Regions from separate parts of the Sus scrofa genome. Here region 1 is linked to region 2. The links are chromatin contacts, called in public HiChIP or PLAC-seq maps. All regions are on one chromosome and are shown on one strand. Each heading gives the region's core, a stretch centred on a gene start, on an enhancer-like site or on the middle of the called end of the contact. The rest is flanking DNA. Distances are from core to core; before and after follow the strand shown.

The links. HiChIP or PLAC-seq counts read pairs in DNA pulled down with a chosen protein or histone mark.
Region 1: a contact with region 2 is called in an H3K27ac HiChIP or PLAC-seq map of alveolar macrophages. The contact joins the promoter of DCUN1D2 here to the promoter of CUL4A in region 2. A contact is called at or near these places in 2 of 47 Hi-C or Micro-C datasets (epiblast stem cells and fetal skeletal muscle) and 2 of 2 datasets of contacts at active chromatin or transcription factors (alveolar macrophages and skeletal muscle).

The regions. Positions count from the first base shown.
Region 1 is chr11:78,706,604-78,711,596 of Sscrofa11.1, forward strand. DCUN1D2 (DCN1-like protein 2) reads right to left here and starts at 2,123. Exons shown (of 8, transcript XM_021065981.1): 1 at 1,118-2,123. TMCO3 (transmembrane and coiled-coil domains 3) reads left to right here and starts at 2,502. Exons shown (of 14, transcript NM_001267851.1): 1 at 2,502-2,669; 2 at 4,560-4,639.
Region 2 is chr11:78,554,758-78,559,558 of Sscrofa11.1, forward strand. CUL4A (cullin-4A) reads left to right here and starts at 2,273. Exons shown (of 20, transcript XM_003131101.4): 1 at 2,273-2,608; 2 at 3,181-3,296. The coding sequence starts at 2,455. It overlaps PCID2 (PCI domain-containing protein 2), which reads right to left and starts at 2,027. Exons shown (of 15, transcript XM_021065973.1): 1 at 1,918-2,027. The coding sequence starts at 1,953.

The DNA of each region.
Region 1 (4,993 bases), core at 873-3,372, 150 kb after region 2:
GAACACGGGGCCAGGTGACTGAGTCATCCAAGTCGCCAAGGACCATATCTAAATTGAAAATAAGTGGCGTTCAGCGGAAATGAATCTGACCAGTATCCATGAGGATGCGGGCTCCGTCCCTGGCCCTGCTCAGTGGGTTAAAGATCCAGGGCTGCTATGAGCTGTGGTGTCAGTCACAGACGTGGCTCAGGTCTGGCATTGCTGTGGCTGTGGCGTAGGCTGGCAGCTGCAGCTCTGATTTGACCCCTAGCCTGAGAACTTCCACATGCCACAGGTGTGGCCCTAAAAAGACCAAAAAAATAAATACAAATAAATAAATAAATAGAAAATAAGTTACCCTTAAAACGACCTTCCAGAGACACCAGGTGCAACCAAGTCTCCTCCCAGGGCCAACGTGCAAGAGGCTGCCAGGCAGCCACACTTGGTTAACGGCAGCCACTTGGCCACCTTGACGGCCTCGGGTACAGCAGGCGGCGGGTGCATGGAGTTAGACCCAGGTGTCCCCTTTCACTCTCTCGGCTTTCTGGCCTCTCCAGCGAGTCAGGCTCCTGCCCACCCAGCCCCTTCCCCTTAACTGCTGGCGAGTGCTGTCTGCGGGCGACGGAGGGCTGCCCGCCCCCCGTTCTGGGGACCACCTCCTCCGGTCCTCCTGGCTCCCTGACCAGCTCTTCTCCAGCCCCTTCCTGGCTCTCTTCCCACCCGGAAGCGCTGTCCTCACACCGCCACTCCGCTCCCGACAGTCCTCCTGGAGCATCTGCCTCCTGCTTGAAACCCTCTCCTGGCCTCCACTCCCATTTGGACAAAGACTGCCCTTCCTTCCCGGCCCTCGAAGGGCGCCACCCTTGAGGCGCAGCCAAAGGGCTGGTTCCAGTTCCCTCCACAGTCTCCTGCTCGGTCCCTTTTCCCTGGTTCTCCGGGCTCAGCCAGGCCATCCTGATGCCTGGATGCAGCACCTAGCCTGCCTTTCCACCAGGCTGCCCTCCCACCCAAACATTCTAGAGAGTTCAACTCCCACCGTGTTTCTGCGGCTAAGCCTTCACACCTGGGCATCGGACATGACGTTGTGTCCTCTGCACTACAGGAGTCCCTGAAACCAGTGTCCCTCCCTGGCACTTACCAACTGCAAAAAAGTGGTTGTGTGTTCCGTGCCTGTCCTTCCTGCCAGGTCACCAGCTCCATCAACGCCAAGCACACGTCTGTCTTGCTCAGCACGGAGCTCAGCATCTTATACACAGCAAGCACCGGGTTCACTGAAGGGTCGCCCAAACCCATCCACGGCCTCGTTTTCACGACACTTCGAAGTCGCTGTACATTTCCTAACACTTCTCTGTGAACCCCAGATCCATCGCTGACTCCTGTATCTCCCCTGCTCCCGCATCTTCTTCCTGCACAACCGGCCGGCCTTGGACAGGTTCTGCTTTGGTCACGCACGTCGGCATCTGCTCGCACCTCCAAGCCCGGACGACACGCCTTTCTTTGCTCCTCCTCCCTTTCTGACCAGCTCTGTGCAAGGCCTCGCCCTTCTTGCCTCTCATCCCTCTTATTCCTACAGATGGTCTCCGTCCAAGTCCTCACCTCCTGCGGCCCAGGCTATTCCCACAGCCTCCCGGCTGGTCTCCCTTACATGGGATCCTGACCCACTCAGACCCACCTGTCCTCCCGACAAAAGGTGATCGCTTCGCACGCACTGCTCCCTCTCAAAAGCCTTCCACAGCGCCCGTTCTCGACCCTGACGTCCACGTTCCGGCCACTCTGGACTACTGGCCAGGCTCAAAGGCGCAGTCCTGCCGCCTGACCTCGGCGGGATGCTGGTGTGCCCCCAACGTCCCTCCCTCCTCGGTCACCTGGCTGCTCACGCTTCCGAAGACGCACTGACCAGAGCCCCCGGCCCGCTCAGTGCCTCCACCTCCTCAGTCAGCAACGCTGCCCCTGGGTCACCGGCCAGGTCCCACCTGCGTGCCTCCCGCCACCGGCGTCCCCACCGCGCCCGAGGCCTTCGCGCCGACCCGGACCCCGACTCTCCCGCAGCCTCCCGGTCAGGTCTCTCCAGAGCCCCTGGCTCCCGCCTCCCAGCCCCCGACCTTCCCCAGCCTAGGTCCCGCTCCCACCCCCGACCTTGGCCAACCCCACCAGCCCTCCCCGACCCCCGGGTGCCCAGGAGGAGCCACGCGGAAGGCGATGGCACGTGCCGCCTACCATTCTCCCCTGGGCGCCCCAGCTTCTCGCTGGCCCCGGCCAACTGCGCAGGCGCCCTGGTCCGGCCGCGCCGTCCCTGTCCTCGGCTCTCGAAACACCTGCCTCGGGAGGCAGCTGCAGGTCAGGCCCGGGGGACTCCAACTCCCGGCGTGCCCTGCTCCGCCCGGGGGCCGACGGGAGCCGGGCACCGCCCCGCCTCCAACTCCCGGCGTGCACCGCGCCTCCCCGGGGCCGCGGAACCCCGCCCCGCCTTCTTGGCGGCGCCGCCTGTTCCTCTAGGCCGCGTCGGCGCAGACGGCTCTCCCAGTGCGCCGGCGGCCGGGCCCTCTGCGCGCCTCACCCAGTCCCCGTCCCCGCCCCGGGGGCGGCCCCACCGCCTGGGAAGGGATGCGGAGAAGGTGCGTCCCTGCCCTCCCCTCGGCTCCCCGCGCCGGAGTGCCGGGCCCAGGACTCACCGCCGCCGGGACGTCACGGTGAGCGCTGCGCGGCGTTCGGCGCGGGGTCCGGGTCCCGCCTGAGGTGCGGTCTCGGGGCTCCCCTCCCAGGGTCGCCTCTTCCGGGGGGGTCTCTCGAGCCGGCCTTTCTCTTTCCCTCCCCGGGGGTCTCCCCTCCCCTCCTCGGGGGTTTCTCCTTACTGAGGGCGTGTTCTCCTCCTCTGCAGGGTCTCTCCTCTCTCGTGGGGTCCCCTCTCCCTGGGCCTTGGTCTCCCCTCTCCCGGGGTCTTCCCGCCCGAGCCTGCTGCTCCCGCCCGCGGGCGTGCGGCAGTGCTGCACCGGAGCGCCCTTTTCCAGACCCGCGCAGCTGGCGGCGGCCCCAGGGTTGCGGCGGGAGCGGGGGCGGGGGGCTCGGAGGGGCTGGGGGGAGCGCCTCGCCGTTCTTGAGTCACCGATGACGCTGCGGACACTGCCGGCCACACCGTTGGACCGTATACACCCTCCAGGCGCCTGCCGCTCGAGTCCCGTGTGCGGAGGAGCCGCTGCTCCAGGATCCCCTCTGGGTCCGGGCCTCCTCGCTGCCCCCAGGTTCCTTTCACATCTCACCTGTGAGCCCCGAGTGAGGCCGTGGGTCACCGTCCACGTGCGGTCAGATCGTGCGCTCGTCCAGGTGAAGGCGGCTGCAGTGAGGCCCTCCCCCAGAGCCCTGAGCTCTCTTTCATTCAGGGTCAGCGGGGGACCGAGCCCAGGAGACGGCCTCTCCCAGGGCTCCGAGCCGGAGGCTGGATGGCAGGGGTTTTAGAGAAGGGGTGCCTGCGGCCCTGCACACCTGGCGCAGAGCGTGGCTGCTAGTCACAGGCAGTGTCGCAGTTCTGATGTTAGCGCTCCCCGGAGTGCGGCAAGATGCCGCAATCTGGGCTCGTAAGCGTTTTTCCTAAAGAACAACCTCTGGTCTGTTCTGTCTGTTTTCCCAAAGCACAGAGGCCTCGACCTGCTCCCTCGGTCTGAGTTCCTCTCAGGGGCACTGGCGGCACCGGCCACAGTGCTCCATGCCTGATCCTCCAGCAACTGCCCGACAAGCAAGGCTCCTCGGTTTACAGCCTTTTCCTATTTGTTTTTCTTATCGTTTTTTGGGTCACAGGATCATACTGGTTCCAAATTTCTCTTTTAATAATCAGTGTTAAAAAGATAGTGTCCTAGTGATTGGATTACTCAATGGAATGTTTGGTTTTTGTGGGGTTTTCTTGTTGGTTTTTTTTTTTTTGTTGTTGCTGTTGTTTAGGGCTGCACCTGCGGCATATGGAAGTTCCCAGGTTAGGGGTTGAATCAGAACTGCAGCCGCCAGCCTACACCACAGCCACAGTAACGCAGGATCCGAGACTCATCTGCGACCTACACCACAGCTCACGGCGACACCGGATCCTTAACTCACTGAGCGAGGCCAGGGATCGAACCTGCAACCTCGTGGATCCTATTCAGGATCATTAACCGCTGAGCCACAAAGGGAACTCCTGGTTTTTGTATGATTAACTTCAAATACTTTAAAACTTGTTTCCTTGTTCCTTTTCTTAATCCATTCTCCAGTTCTTTTACTGATTAGAAATGAACCATAAATTGTTTTGTTTAGGTTTTTTTTATAGTCGGTTTACAATGTCAGTCTCTGCTGTACAGCAGAGTAACCCAGTGGGCCAGGTAAGTGCTCTGTCTTTTTAGAAGTACTCATCATTCGACTTGCCAGAGTGTGCAATGTACTCTTCAGGTGAAGTCCTCTGCAGATTTCGTTGCGACAGATGTGGCTTCCTTGGACCTTTCCATGAGGCCCTCCTTTCTGCCTGTGCAGTGTTGAACCTGGAGGTGCTAGTGAGAGCAGGAAAAAGTCGGATGTTAAACCATCTACTACAAATAACCCTCACGCTTTGCTTTTTCCAGAGGTGCTGCGCCCGTTAACCGTGATCCTGCCACACCCACGCCGCAGGGGCCGGATTTCCTGCCTGGAGCCCTGGTACCAGGTCAGTCCCCGTCCCCGCTCGGCTGGCGGGTCCAGCTGGGTGGGCGGGGCAGACACCTCGGGGATGGGCTGTCCTAAGAACTGTGTCCTACCTGGCCTTACAGCCAGAGGCTGCTGGCAACAAACTGGGCTCTCCTTCAGCAGTTCGATGCAGTGACTTTAAGTCGCTGGGTCTGGAGGGGCCTGAGGAGGAGACTGGGGTAGAGGGTCCTGTGACCCCACGTGAGCAGAAAGCTGGGAGGCAGAGCTTTGAGCTTTTCCAGGTTAACCCATGATGTGAAGTTGAAAAAAATGGAGGAGCTGCTTCCCTCTCTGCCCCCACTGCCCCATTCCCCTAAGGGCCTCCAGGGATGGG
Region 2 (4,801 bases), core at 1,023-3,522:
CTAATTTTATTCAGCCATGCTAACAAACATTTGAAAATCCACTTATGCAGCTTATGAAGAAGAAGAAAAAAAAAAGCTTGAAAACCACATATATCCAAAATGCAGAGAGCTTTCATTCAACCTTCACATAAAATAAAAAGGGAAAGATAGTGACAAAATAAAACGTCACGGTCACACAGCAGGGTACTGAGTGTCGTGAGAATCACGTACACCTACTTAGAGCAATGTGGAAAAGTGTCCACAATATGCTTTTTGTCGATTTTGCAAAGTTAGTTGTGTGGCATGTTAGCACAGGAACAAATGCAGGGCCCCATGCCACACCAGCTGACCCCTGGCCAGTATGGTGAGAGCTGGGCAGGGGGGTGGGGGAGCGAGGAGACTTTGACTTTATATATTTCTATACTGGAGGCCTGGGTAATGGCAGATGATTTATAACTAGCAAACCAAATGACATTTTAAAATAATATTTATCTGGAGTTCTTGTTGTAGCTCAGTGGGTTAAGAACCCAAGAGTGTCCCTGAGGATGCAGGTTCCATCTCTGGCCTCTCAGTGGGTTCAGGATCCAGAGATAATGTGGCTGTGGCTGTGGCTGTGGTGTAGGCCAGCAGCCGCAGCTCTGATTTAATCCCTGGCCTGGCAACTTCCATATGCCACAAGTGCGGCCCTAAAAGAAAAAAAAATTGTCAAAAAATGACAAATTTTTGTACATCTCAAATGTCTGCGTTCTTGTTTGACTTTATTTATTTTGTCTTTCTGCCTTTTCTAGGTCCGCTCCCGCAGCACATGGAGGTTCCCAGCCTAGGGGTCTAATCAGAGCTACAGCTGCTGGCTTACACCACAGCCACAGCAACATGGGACCCGAGCTGCATCTGCGACCTACACCACAGCTCACGGCAATGCTGGATCCTTAACCCAATGAGCAAGGCCAGGGATGGAACCCGCAACCTCATGGTTCCTACTCGGATTCATTAACCACTGTGCCATGACGGGAACTCTGTTCTTGTTTGACTTTAAATAAAAACTGATAGTGAAAAATGTTAACTCTGCAAAGCTAAGGCCAAAGTAGACCTGTTCTTAAAGAAAAGGTCTTAGGTCTCAATCAAATGATTGGAAATGAACATATCCTTTAAGTTAAGATAAAAGCATGGATCTGTTTTTTTTTTCCCCCATGATTCCTATCTTAACCAACTTTCTCAATTAACTGAACAACTAATGGTTCCAATCATGTTACACTATATTCAACTGCCAAAGAGATAGCTTGGCTTGGTTGTCAACAGATGCCTCCAACTCAACACGGCCAAAACTACACTTATTTTTCCTTCCCAATCAGTTCTGCTCACGTGTTGCCCAGCTGGAAACCTGGGAATCATTCTTAATTCCTTCCTGTTTGTTCTCCAACCACACAGCCTTATTCACCAAGTCTCCGCAATGTCTCCATATATTCTAAAAACCCACTCTCCCCCTTTCCCTGTCCTGATTACCACGGTTCTAGTTCTGCGAAATAGCATGGCTCAGGGGAAAGACTACAAGCTTCGAATCCACAAAAACATATTTGCGCTCTCCCGTTGCATTTGGAGCCTGTTTAGACAAAACTCCTCAGAGACACAAATCCCAAAGGACATAGGTACGCCGAGCGCCAACACAGAACCCCCTTGCAGTCGAACCACTTGCTTTCCCCGGCTCCTACATCCACCACTGCCTGTCCCCCGTCCCCACACGCCCCTGAATTGAGGGCACGGCCGCCGGGGCTCCCGAGCCCCCAGGGTACACGGTGAGGGCGCCTGCTTCCCGTCTGGCGGCCAAAGGCTCCGGCGCAGCCGGCGAACGGACCCGCCCGGGCCCCAGCCCGCTCCGGGCCGCAGCTCAGGGAAGCGGGAGGTCAACCGGCAGGGGGCCCGATGGTCGGCGAACGTTACCTGCTGCAGGTACTGGTTGAGGGTGATGTGCGCCATGGCCGCGCCTGCAGTGCGGCGGAGCTGCGCGCCCGTCGCCGCCTGCTTGCGTCACTTCCGGGCCGCGGTCCGTCCCGGCCCCGCGCCCCCCGCCCTCCGCGCACCTTGGTTCCGGAGGCAGCCTGTGCGCGGGAACGCGAGCCCCGGGCCGGCATGGCGGCGCGCCCGGGCTGAGGCGGGCTGGGGGCTGCGCTGCGACTCCCCGAACCGCTCGCGAGGCCGCCTCGTCCGCGCCCCAGGTGCCCAGGCCCGCCGGCCGCTCGCCTGCTGCGAGGTTCCACACGGACCGCGGCGGAAGCGGACTGCGGCGCCCGCGAGCTCGGGGCCGGGTCGGGCCGGGTCAGGTCGGGTCGGGGTCCGGCGCGCTCCCGAGGCCTGAGGCGCGCGGTCGGCGTCGGGATCCGGCGGTTGGACCGGGCCGGGCCGGACCGGGGAGCGCAGCCGGGGGAGCGGACAGGCGGGCGCGGGCGGAGGCCCGGGCGGGGCGCTGCGGCCGCGGCCATGGCCGACGAGACCCCCAGGAAGGGCAGCTTCTCGGCGCTCGTCGGGCACACCAACGGCCTCACCAAGCCCGCGTCCCTCGCCGCCGCCGCCGTCACCTCCAAGCCCGGGGGCAGCGGCGGCTCCAAGAAGCTCGTGATCAAGAATTTCCGAGGTGGGTGCGGGGCCGCGGCGGGGCGGGCGGGGGTCGCTTTCCCTCCGCGGCTGTGTCGTCGGGACGGAGGGTTCGGCTGGAGTTAAGTTCGGCCAAGCAGCGCAGGTGTCGTGGTTGGCGAGGCCGAGCCAGAACGAGTGGCAGCCCCTGAAGCGCTGGGTGATGTCGCTTAATTTAATTACTTTCTCCGCTGTCACTGTCGTTATCTGGGAGCAAGCGTCTTCGTCCCACACAGACCTCCCTCCCGACGTTGAGTAATTTAACTCAACTTTAAATCTGGTCGGGGCTTAACTATTCCATGTTTGTTTATTTGTAACGTCTCCTTACTTAGAAGACTACATGTGTGTGTCCTAAGTATCAACACTGCAAGTATTTACCCAGCAAAAGAGAGACATTGTGGTCACATAGTCTCTAAGCCAAGGAAGGTGTAAACACAGTGCTTCCTTTGGGGAAGAGCTACTGCCCGTATTCGTCACCTAGGTGTCTTTGAGTCCTTTTTTGTAGAGTTTTTTTTTAAGGTGTGTGACTCTTGGCATGATGCCCTTCCCCACTCACTGTCTCTGGATTTACAGACAGACCGAAGTTGCCTGATAACTACACTCAGGACACCTGGCACAAGCTTCACGAGGCGGTGAAAGCCATACAGAGTAGTACCTCCATCAGATACAACCTGGAAGAGCTCTACCAGGTAAGACTCCACCTTTGCAAACAGCGGGGCTCCTTAGGATTCTCACCTAATTTCTTCAGGGAGAACGTCCAGGCCTGGGGGCCAGCATCTTGTTTTTCACTTACCGTTTTTTGCAGCTGTCCAAACCACACGGTTGTGCACTTCCACGAAATGTGACACGGGTGCGGATTCCGTGGGCCTCAGTATTGTCTCAGCGAAGGAAATACTAGAAATCCAAGTACAGGCCTCCGGCAGAAACAGTGGGAGTTCTGCGAGAGGACGTCCCCAGGGTCAAGGAGGATTTTCGGGTTTTGGCGCTTGTGGGATTTTTATTTTCTTTTCAGGCTTCAACTGTCTAGAAAGGCATTTAAAGTTAATTCATCACAGGAAAGCCATATGTTTCTGTGAGCCATGCGACTCTGTTTTCCAAATATGCAGCAAATGTTATTAAAATTCCAAGTTACGTTATATATAAAATTCTCATGACAGTTTCACTTGTAGATTTTCCCTGTCTTCATTGTACTTTGTGATTAATTATTGCGGTTAAAATGTGCAAACAGGTTTTGTTTCATTTGATTTAAATTAATGATGTTCTTGTTCTAACATAAGAAAAAATGGTCGAAAGTATGTTTCACGGTTGGATATTCCACTTACAAGCAGACTGGTTTTTCTTTTCTGGTATCTTAAAGACTAACAATTTGTCAGCTGGGCCTAATATCACCCACGTTTTAGGTAATGACAGTACAATTTCTATTAGGAGACTTGGATTTTAAGTTTTTTCTTTTTCTGTAAGTGATTACATTGTAAAATTATGGAAACTATAAAAAATACAAGGAAAACAATTGAAAACCAACAAAATTAGAAACCGTTGTTGTGCAGCGGAAGCAGATCTGACTAGGAACCATGAGGTTGTGGGTTCGACCCCTGGCCTCGCCCAGTGAGTTAAGGATCCGGCGTTGCTGTGAGCTGTGGTGTAGGTTGCAGATACAGCTTGGATCTGGTGTTGCTGTGGTTGTGGTGTAGACCGGCAGCTGCAGCTCTAATTTGACCCCTAGCCTGGAAACTCAAGTATGTCCCACGTGCAGCCCTAAAAAGCAAAAAAAAAAAAAAAAAAAAAAAAAATCACCTATTCTCCCACCACCCAAAGAAAACGTTGACAATTTGAGGGACATATGTCCCTTCTTTGTCACAAGTTTGTGTGAATTTATTGTATTTTTTTTAAACTCTTTGAATTTTATTGTATTTATAGTTGTATAACCATCCTTAGAGTTTTTGGTGTTTTAATCACCTTTAATAAGGTAGAAATATGTAGTTTGTTAAGTTTTAGCAGGTGTACCCCACAGTCTAACCAGCAGCACACTGGGGACCACAGTGGGTGTTTCCATCATCCAGAGTTCCCTGAGGCCCCCTTGAATTCAGCATCTCCCTCACCCCAGTCCCTGACCTCACCGCCCTCCCTCACCCCCGTCCCTGACCTCACCGCCCTCCCTCACCCCCGTCCCTGACCTCACCGCCCTCCCTCACCC